Regions from separate parts of the Hordeum vulgare genome. Here region 2 is linked to region 1. A link is a contact called in public Hi-C data. All regions are on one chromosome and are shown on one strand. The core of a region is the stretch at or near the end of the contact, and the rest is flanking DNA. Distances in the headings are between cores, read along the strand shown. Region 1 holds the start of LOC123410774 (tryptophan decarboxylase 1-like). Region 2 holds the start of LOC123407799 (centromere/kinetochore protein zw10 homolog).

Region 1 (5,132 bases), core at 1,869-4,368:
TTGATACAGTGGAGAAACACAAACTATTACGTTCAATATTTGAATTTACATTTTTTAATGATACGTGATAATGGCTGAAATTTTTACACAACATTAAGATATAAATTTTCCACTTTGTCCTATTGTTTCTGAACTTTTGGAATTCAAGAAGTATGGTTTTAGTACAGATCATTACGAACTGTTTGTTTTAGACAGATTTTGTTTTTGTTGCATAGTGTACTTATTTTAATGATTATACTGTATCGGGGATATAAGTCATGAAGAATTTAGAATATAATAAGTATTATGCAAGAACAATTATGAATCTATTTATGATAGTAATAAAGGTGTTTGATCTCTTTATTATGGGAGCCGCTAGGGTTTAGGTCGTCAATGTGTAGGACAGTTTGGGATGAGGCGGCTTCGTTGAACGCACCCACGGCAGCCCGATCACAAACGGACATGCGTGTCCGATTTTTTGCTTCAAACCAACGAAATACAGACAAAACGAATGTTGAAATGGGGTCGTGCGTTGGAGTTGGTGTTAGGTCAGCAGTCGTACTGATAGATTAAATAGCTCCAACATGGATCTGTTGTATAGCTTCATCTGGGCGGCGGATGGGGGACTGGTTGCCAGTCGTACCGATAGATTACATAGCTCCAACATGGATCTGTTGTATAGCTTCATCTGGGCGGCGGATGGGGGACTGGTTGCCAGTCGTACCGATAGATTACATAGCTCCAACATGGATCTGTTGTATAGCTTCATCTGGGCGGTGGATGGGGGACTGGTTGGCAGTACCGATCGAGTCATTCAGTATCAGTCAACTGTAGTCCTACTTTAGTACTTCCACTTGCATACCTGTTTTGCTTTGATTGAGTCAGAACGTTGATTAAACTTCGTTCCTACTCAAACATGATACCACCTGTCGATCGTCCCTTCATCTAAATGAATGGACCATTTAATTATGCACGCCAGCGTCAAAACTCTGTCCCCGTGTTTTTCCTGTGTTAATGCGGCGGTGTAAGCACCATTAATTCAGACGTGCAAGTATATGGTCGATCTGGACTCTGAAAATGGAATTGCATGGCAGATAGATAGGACCAATTTAATGGGAAGTTGGGAACCCACCTGGCATCTTGAAACCTAAAAACCAACTGACTGCAACGTATATTTGTTGATTGATCGAGATGCGTGGGCATGCATTCGTCACTCGCTAGTAGAGTACAGTGCCAAATCCAGTAACTCGTGTTTATCAATATATAAGCACTTTTACAGTCTAAATCAATTTCTTTGGTACCGGCCTGCTTTATATATATCTACGGTCGGTCTAGATCACAAAACAGAATAAGAACCACATCTCCGAGTAATCAGAATCAAATCAAACGAAGGAAAATGATAAATTTAAAAGAATATTCAGACCCTAAATATAGGGATTTGTGTAGCTCCTCGAACTTTTTGTGTCTGTAGGTCCCTCCACTTAATCTATGATACTGCTCGCAGTCTTCTTGATGAGGTCCCATGCATTTCTTACATGTCTCTCCTCCTGCAGTGATGACCCAACGGCAAATCGGAGCACAAATTTGTCACCAATCACCGTGTGCGCAAGATAAGCCTTACCGGTCTTGTTCAGATTATCCATTAGCACACGATTGGCCTCATTGGTATCCTCCTCCGTCATGGCTCCACTTACCTTGATCCTAAAACACACAAGAGCAAAGTTCCTTGGTACGACCACCTCAAACCTGTCGTCAGCACGGACGGAATCTTCAAACATCTTGGCCATGGCAACATCACTACGGATGTGTTCTTGGAGCTTTGCGGTACCATAGGTGCGCATGACCATCCAAAGCTTTAGCCCACGGAAGCGCCGACCGACACCGACTTGCATGTCCTTAAGATCGGTGACCTCACCGGACTCGGTAGCATCATTCTTGAGGTATTCCGGGTTGGTCTCCAATGAGTCGCTTAGTCGATGAGCATCACGGACATAGAGACAGGTGCAATCGAGGCATGTGAGAAGCCATTTGTGTGGGCTCATGCTAATGGAGTCCACACGCTCAACGCCATCGAGATGATGACGAAACTCCGGGCAGATACACGCACTGCCAGCATAGGCAGCATCGACGTGGACCCATGCATTGAACATTGCAGCAACATCAGCGACGGCGCCCACTGGGTCGACGGCGTTGGAAGACGTGGTGCCCACTGTGGCACAAACATATGTAGGCACGAGACCGGCGTTGGCATCATCTTGCATTACCTCGAGAAGCTTGGTTGGGTCGAGCCCGTAGTTAGTTTCTGGGCCTGTGGGGATGGAGCGGATGTTGGCGGGGTCGAAACCTGCGAGGCGGCATGCCTTGAAGAACGTGGAGTGGGTCTGGTCGGCAGCATACACAACCAAGCGTGGTATGTCGGACACACCGACGGAGCCGCACCGACGCAACGCTGCGTCACGGGCGGCGACTAGTGTGACGAGCATCGCCTCGCTCGTCGTGCCGAGGATGACGCCACCACCGGTGCCACGACCAGTGCTGGTGCGGTTCATGAAGGTGGTGGGTAGACGTAGAAGCTGTGCAAGCCAGTCGAGAGCGAGAACCTCCATCTCGGTGGCTGCAGGCGAGGCCTGCCACGTGAATCCGACGGTGTTCATCGCAGAGGCGATGAGGTCGCCGGCGATGGCAGCGGCGCTGTTGGTGGAGGGGAAGAAGGCAAAGAAGTTGGGGCTAGCCCAGTGCGTCATGCCAGGGACGACGGAGGTCCTAAGCTCCTTCATGGTGACATCGAATGGCGCGGAGTAGGTTGGCGGGGACGCGCTTAGCTCGTCTTGCAGGTATCCCGGCTTCACATTAGGGAGAACGGGCATGGACTCGATGTTGGTGTAGTAGTCGGAGATGAAGTCGACGGCCTTGTGAAGGTATGCGCGGACATCTTCGGGGTTGAGCGGCTCGAAGGCGGCCTTGTCGTTGGGCAAGGCGGAGAGGGACATTGGGTTGGTGTCCAAGCTGCCCATCTTTGTAGGAGCAAAGGAGGTAGAGGCTTGGCTAATGAAGTGGAGGTAGCTTGCTTTGCTGCCGGAGAGCAACAAGTAGAGAAGAGCTAGTGCGAGTACTTGGTAAGTTAGCTGGCTAGCTTTGCTGCTCTGGTTTGGTGATGAATGGAGTTCGTCCTTGCTGAGGGGTATATATAGGTGATCAGGTGGACACGGGAAGCGGCGTGGCGGTGTGGGCGTTGGGTGAGTCTCCTGGTCGCGCGCGCTTACGTACGTACGCTGCCACGAAAGTGCATGGGTAGGTAGAGATGCGATCTCGAGCGCGCGCAGCTCGTTAAACGAGTCGCACGGTCAATTCGTTTGTTCAATCGGTACAGATGCACTCGCACGCAGGCGACCAGTTATGTTGCGTTTGTTAATTGGCCACTACGCGGCTGCTTAAGCTGCGTGTGTGTGTGTGTGTTTACGGGGGGCAGCTGCTTAAACTCTTCGAGCATCTCCAACAGCAGACAAACATTTAGTTACTTTAAAAAAAAAGAAGATGACCCCGGCCTCTGCATGTGGGAGATGCATGCGACCATTTTATTGATTATTCTTGAGTACCTTACAAAACACTACAACAATATGCCTGAATCCGCCATCTTGACAACATTTACCGCTACTCCTATCCATATGATGAAGGGGTGCAAGGTGGACCAAATACCCAGATCTCCCACCTAAGCCTAACATCTAAAGCCGGAGGTCCTGACCGAGCCACATACCGGGTTCGGGGCACAAACCGGTCCGACGCACTCACATGTGTCGCCGCCGTCATCTTTCACTGGTCCATCTTCACATCAGATTGAGGTACCAACCTTGGCAGGTGCCTCCGCCATCGACGTCACCATGACGCCAAACGACGACCTACACCTACGCGAGTCCATCTCCAAGCAACGGAGGGAGAACCATGCTAGGATAAGGCCGCACCACCGCCGTCGCCCACCACCCACAAGCGCCACCCAACCCCAAGGTTCCCAAAGCGGCGCCTTCAAGAAGGGAACGGCGTCGTGAGCGCCGCCGTCGTCCAACAAAGTTAAGGCTTTCGTCCGGGAGACCAAGAGGAAGAGGAAGTGAGGGGATAAGTCCATACCGACGCCTCCAAGGAGGGGAACGACGCCCTCAGGCGTCGCCATCGACGTGGACGACCATGGCCGACCAAGGATTTCGCCCCCAACTAGATCCCCGTCACCAGCAGCGCCTCCTGTACAAAACTGGCGACCCAAGGAAGCGCGGCCCGACCAGGCTGGCCCGCATGCCGAACAGGGGAGGAGGGGAGGCGCCAGATCGCGCGCACCGGCCACCGCAAAAGCCGCTGCCGGACGCCAACGACCACCGGATCCCGCTGCCCGCGCGGTCGAGACGCAAGATCCACCGCACGCACGACTGCTAGCTTGTTGTGCCTCGCCAATGGAGCCGCCGCTCCAGATCCGGGGCTCCCCACGCAAAGGCAGGGCAGCCTAGGCCCCGCCGCCACCATCCTTGGCGCCCCGGGCTTGCCCGGCGGCTGCCTCAGGCGGCGACGAGGAAGGGAGGGGGAGGCGGCTAGGGTTGGGAGGGAGGGAGGGATGCGTGCGTGCGTGAACGTGGTGGCTCCTCATCTCTCCCTAATAATAAAGCACGGAGAGCTTCTGTCGTCCGTCGTGGTCGTTTTGCAAAAAACCACGTGGAGTTTCCCGAAATCAACCCGCAGTCCGGATTTCAGTGAGAAACGAATCATTTTTTTTACAGGAAACCCCCTATGGTTTCCCGAAATCAACCCGCGGTACATAATTAAGTTACAGAACGAATCGTGTTTTGGAATTTTTCGAAAAACCTCCTTCAGTTTTCATAAAATAAACCCGCAGTACATACTTGAGTAAAAAAAACAACCGTTTCCCGTATGTTCTCGAAAACACCCATACAGTTTTTAATTAATTCATCTGTAGTTTAATTATAAGTGCAAAATACTTTAAAAAATCATATCTTTTAAACGGTAACTCGAATTTTACATTATTATATATGAAATTTTATTAGAAAAATATGTAGAATCTGAATATAATGTTAGTTTATCTGTTTAATTTTTTCAAATTCTGTTTATAATGTAATTTTAATCAATAATGATGCACACAATCTAAATATAAT
Region 2 (5,132 bases), core at 1,022-3,521, 450 kb after region 1:
TCCATGAGTCACATAAGCCTTGCTAAGTAAATTTTTAGAAGCAAACATGAGGACAATCTTGGGAACGGAAAAAAAAGTACCTTTAGCAAAAATCATGTTTGAGCATTTGTGTTGATTCTTGCACACCAGGATTCACAAATTCTGGGACATTTTGCAAATAAATCGTCCATACCCAAGATATATCAAATAATTTCACATGAAAATGAAGAAACAGAATAAGAAGAAAAACATGGCACATATCATCCATTAATAAAGCTTAACATGATAGAAGGCAAAAAAACTGTGTCAGATTGACAATACAGATAGATAACTCCATGGGTACCCACTATTGTTGGGGCTATCAAATTAAAACTCCATATCTATCAGAAAACTAACAAAGCTTGAGAGCCTCTTAAATATGAAGAAAGGACATGTGAGGAGAGGCCATGTATACTGATTAAGAGAACTCACTTTTTAGAAGTGGACTCCTTCATTGGACAACCAGGAGGTGGGGGCTTGGTCATGGGATTTGGGATCAAGAACAGTAGGGCCGCAGGGGCTCCTGTAGGATCAAAACAAACGGAGGACTTTCTTGCATGTATTAATGTTTGGTTATTCTATAACTCTGAAGTAATTCAATCTAATTCTAAAAGCGACCTGATGTATATCGTTGCTATATATAGTAAGCAATGCATTGACATGACCCATTTGCTCGCTACAAATCCAAACTTTGCATTCACATATTTTTTTTCTTACTTTCTTCCCTACAGATTCACCAACAAAAGATCTTTGGCATAGAAATAATCGTCTTCTTTACTCGATATTTTATAATACAACACACATGAACAATGAACTTTAAAAATCCTAGAATAGCAGTAGGATAAAAAAATGGGGAAACACGAACCTCCAGTGGATGTGCCGGACATGACCACGCGAGGTGGAGCCTGCGCCTCAGTCCTGCTGATAGTGGCGAGTTCAAGCGGCTGCATCCCACAACCTTCGAGCCACTGCATACACACTCGATTTTGCCGGGCCTCCTCCTCCAGATCTCGGATGGCAGCTGAACACCGCGAAGAGATGAACCTTCTGGAGAGAGAGAGATATGACGGAAGGAAGGACGGGAGGAGGACCGGGATAACGCCCGATGGAAGTCGTTGGTGGGCATCGGCTTCCTAGCCGAGCCATCTTCCACGCCGGCTCCAACCATAGGTATGTCGTCGCCTGGTCGTGAGAGAGACGAGAGGTCGGAAGAAGGAGTCGATCTGATTCTGTCGATCAAGACGAACGACGGGCTCTCGCCTCCCGCGATTGGGGTAGAGGTTAATAGGCCGACAAAGGCCTGATGAACCACAAATCATGGATTTTTCTTCGGGAGTAGCAGCCCCTTAGGACAGAGCATCTAACGGCCAGAAATGACCCTAATGTGAGATCTAACGGTCAGAAATCATGAGGGCGTAAGATTGCTCGGTTTAGGCTCAGTTTTACTGTCCTAAATGAGGTAGCCCAGTTTCAGCCTTCGATACAGGCCAGCCCTCCTCACCGGATTTTTTCACGATTTTGACCCATGGGATGAAAGTATTTCACGGAATGAACTCTGATTGAAACCATTTCACGATCTGACCTTTTTTGAAACGCCAGAGCCCGTGGCGTTGCAGAAGCACATAGAAACACCAGTCTAATGTGGCGTTGCAGACGCACATAGAAACGCCAATCTAAAGTGGCGTTGCAGGCCCACTCAAACGCCAGTCTAATGTGGCGTTGCATGCCACGAGTGAAACGCCATGGTCCATGGCGTTTCAGCAGTACACATGTTGCTGGCAGCATGCCGTGGGCTGGCTGGATGTCGTCGCTGCGTTCCATAGTGGGTCTGCAACGCCAGCACTGTTGGCGTTTCACAATCGGCCTGCAACACCACATTAGACTGGCATTGCAAGAAAGAAAAAACGCCACGGTAGACAGACGTGTCACTGTAGGGCAGCAACGCCAGCACTGTTGGCGTTTCACAGTGTGTGTGCAACGTCACTGTAGACTGGCGTTGCAAAAAAGAAAAAACGTCACGGTAGACAGGCGTATCACTGTAGGGCAGCAACGCCACGGTAGACAGGCGTTGCATAGTGGGGCAGCAACGCCACGGCTTGTGACGTTTCTAAAAGGGTCAGATCGTAAAATGATTTCAAATCGGTTCATTTTGTGCTCATGTTTAGAAAAAAGGTTAAAACACTGAAAAAGTCCCTCCTCACCGATGGGCTACCGGCCCATTTAGCGAAGGAGGAGCTGTGGGCCTGGCGTGTGGGCCTTTCGACAGAAGCTAGCGCGCGGCACCAAGCGCTGAAGCCGCAGCAGATCCGAACGGGCCCAAAAGTCATCAACAGTTCAACTCCTCCCACGAGTTCCGGGATCCCTGCCGGCGGCGAGCCGGCGATGGCCGATGACGTGCGCGAGCTCCTCCTCTCGACCACCGCCGACGCCGATCCCTCCACCCCACTCTCCGCGCCCGACCTCCGCCTCCTCATCGACCACCTACGCCACCGCTCCGACCGCCTGCACGCCTCCGCCCTCTCCTTCGCCTCCTCCAACCGCGAGCCGCTCGCCTCCGCGCTCCTCCGAGCCGCCAGCTCCGCGGCCTCGTCAGCGTCCCTCCAGTCCTCGCTCCAATCGGCGCTCTCCCCGCTCTCCTCCTCCCCGGACCTGTCCGACCTCAGGTCCCTCTCTGATCGCCTTGTAGCGGCCCGCCGCGAGCTCCGCGAGCGCCAGGAGCACCTCGCTGCCGCATCCTCCGTGGCTTCCCTCTCTGCGCGGCTTCGCGCCGCTCGCGCCTCAGCCAACCCCCTTGATGCTGCCGCTGCCGCCGCCGAGCTCAAGCCCCTCCTGGTGAACCCTGAGGGATCTGGATCCGGTGGGGACGAGCCAGTCGTGTTTGGGCTTCTTCGAGGCGAATGGGAGCAGCTCGTCGACGAGGTGAGGGGTGTGCTGGTTCGAGGTGCCTTTTGCATGCTAGGATTTGTGTTTGTGCTAACTGCTGTGCTGGTTGTTTCCGATGGTGATGCAGCTGCAAGTAGGACTTTCGAAGAATGTGGAGGAGTGCGTGGAGTTTGCACCCGAGGGAGGGAAGGTAGTGGTGAGGGCTGGACCGAGCGGCAGTTCAAGTGGAACGCCCGGTGTCGAGCTTCGTGTGGCGCTGCAGGCATTGGAAGTAAGGTTTACTTGTCTTCAGATCAACAATTTTGATCCTAAAGTATTTTGGAAGACACAAGAGATTGATTAGGCAAAATTTTGTGATCAACAGAAATTTATCGTCTTACATATTCTATGCCTTGAACTTTTCAGTTGGTTTGTATGGACATTTGTTATGATCGTTAAATAGTGTACAAAACTATCGCTAAGGATAATCATCGGCCAAGAATTTATGGACTAAAGGATATGGTGGACACTTTTGGAATCCTGATATAACACATTCAGCAGCTCGTTCTTCCTATGGGCCCTTGCAGCTTTTAAAATATGCTTACCACATCAGTTACGTTCTTCCTATGGGCCATCACAAGTTTATCATTTGGCCTTCTCATACCCCACCAAAGATCAGCTGCTAATTCTTCGCTGCACTGAACTACTCCCTCCGTCCTGAATTACTTGTCGCTCAAGCGGATGATCTAGCACTAACATACGTTTAGATACATCCGTTTGAGTGACAAATAATTCTGGATGGAGGAAGTATTTTTTTTTATTTCTGATGCTGTCTTCTTAATAACCCATAGAACGCTGTGATTGACCATATGTTACATATAGATTAAACAAACGAAACCAGTTTATTGTGTGCAGGGGTACTTCTCTATATGTATTAGGAAGCTCTATCAAATTCTGTGGTCGTATGTTATTATCTGTACCAATAAATTGTTCAGTGAGCTTGGTCAAATGTCTTTGTACAAAACGCTTGGGTAATAAATGAACCACTTTATCATACCTTTCTGTTGTTGGATATGCAGATAATTGATTCTCTAGACTATGGGATGGCAAAAGTTGCAGACCTGATGGTAAAGCATGTCTTTATTCCAGCAATCAGCAACATATCTGTCACAGTTTCTGTAGAAGTGCTTGAGAAAAGTGGCTCTACATACCCAGTATCAGTCTTGAGTATAGTACCCTCAGAAGAACTACAGGTAAGCTCTTCACAGTGTTTACTGGTTCCTCAGAGCTGGGTTATCTTTTGTTTTGAAAGGCCTCCTTGATTCAAAAGATTTTTTAGCATTCTAGTCCTTTAAGAATTTGTAATATCTAAATTGTTTGATTTTTTGAATTGAAATCCATATCATTTTTTCCTAGAGATTCATGTGCACTACATATCATAAGAAATTTCCGTTCACTCCAATCTCTTGGAAAGATTCGTATGTTTTTCCTGTGGTGTAAGCAATCGCCCTTTGGTGAAAATTATTGTAGCGTTCAATCTTATGGCATTTAAAAAATGCACGAGATTGCACTTCTATGCTTTCCCTACTCATGCGTTCTTTTAATTCTCTGAACCAAAGGGGCATGCATCTGCTTTATTCCCAGCCATTTACTTATTGTTCTTCCAAGTTGTTACCGCAATATGAATGCTAAATAAGAGCTGAATTGAAGGTGCCATTTCTAACAGTACTAGGCTGTTGTCTCTTTTACGGAGTAGGTAAAATTAGGTGTTTGCATATCTAGAATTATAAGCTGTCAAGCAATCAATGCGATTTCTTGAATCATGTAATTGCTTTGTTATTGTTCAAGGGCTACAAAGATGGGTCAGTCCTTTACTCAAGAGTAATCGATGTCATCAAGTTTGCTCGCAAGTTCATTTGTGTGGAAAATATCACATGGATGCAGTCCTTTGCAAAGTTAACCTGGTCAAGAATTTCTGATCTGGTTATCACACATTTTCTCTCCAAGGTATGCTTATTTATCCTACCTAAGAGAGTGATCCCCACTACTTCTAATTATCTCAACATGCGTGCTTCCACATCATCAAAATTGTTGTAGCCGTTAGATTTACTAGGTTGATCCACTAGCATCTGTCCGATTTATGCATGAGAATCCTCTACCATTCAACATGCATTAGTGCATTCTAAGTGAGTTTGAAATCACATTGCATTTAATTGCCACATGCATTACTTTACTTGTTCAGACTTTTCTTT

What was found. Hi-C and Micro-C count contacts between places; a contact is called where the count stands out from the background.
Region 2: a contact with region 1 is called in a Hi-C map of leaf, with 5 times the contacts expected there. The contact joins the promoter of LOC123407799 here to the promoter of LOC123410774 in region 1. A contact is called at or near these places in 2 of 6 Hi-C or Micro-C datasets (leaf and seedling).

What each region holds. Positions count from the first base shown.
Region 1 is chr7H:539,749,793-539,754,924 of MorexV3_pseudomolecules_assembly, forward strand. LOC123410774 (tryptophan decarboxylase 1-like) reads right to left here and starts at 3,119. Exons shown (of 1, transcript XM_045103714.1): 1 at 1,269-3,119. The coding sequence starts at 2,993. The coding sequence ends at 1,461.
Region 2 is chr7H:540,203,430-540,208,561 of MorexV3_pseudomolecules_assembly, forward strand. LOC123407799 (centromere/kinetochore protein zw10 homolog) reads left to right here and starts at 2,272. Exons shown (of 14, transcript XM_045101023.1): 1 at 2,272-2,937; 2 at 3,029-3,172; 3 at 3,960-4,133; 4 at 4,729-4,887. The coding sequence starts at 2,401.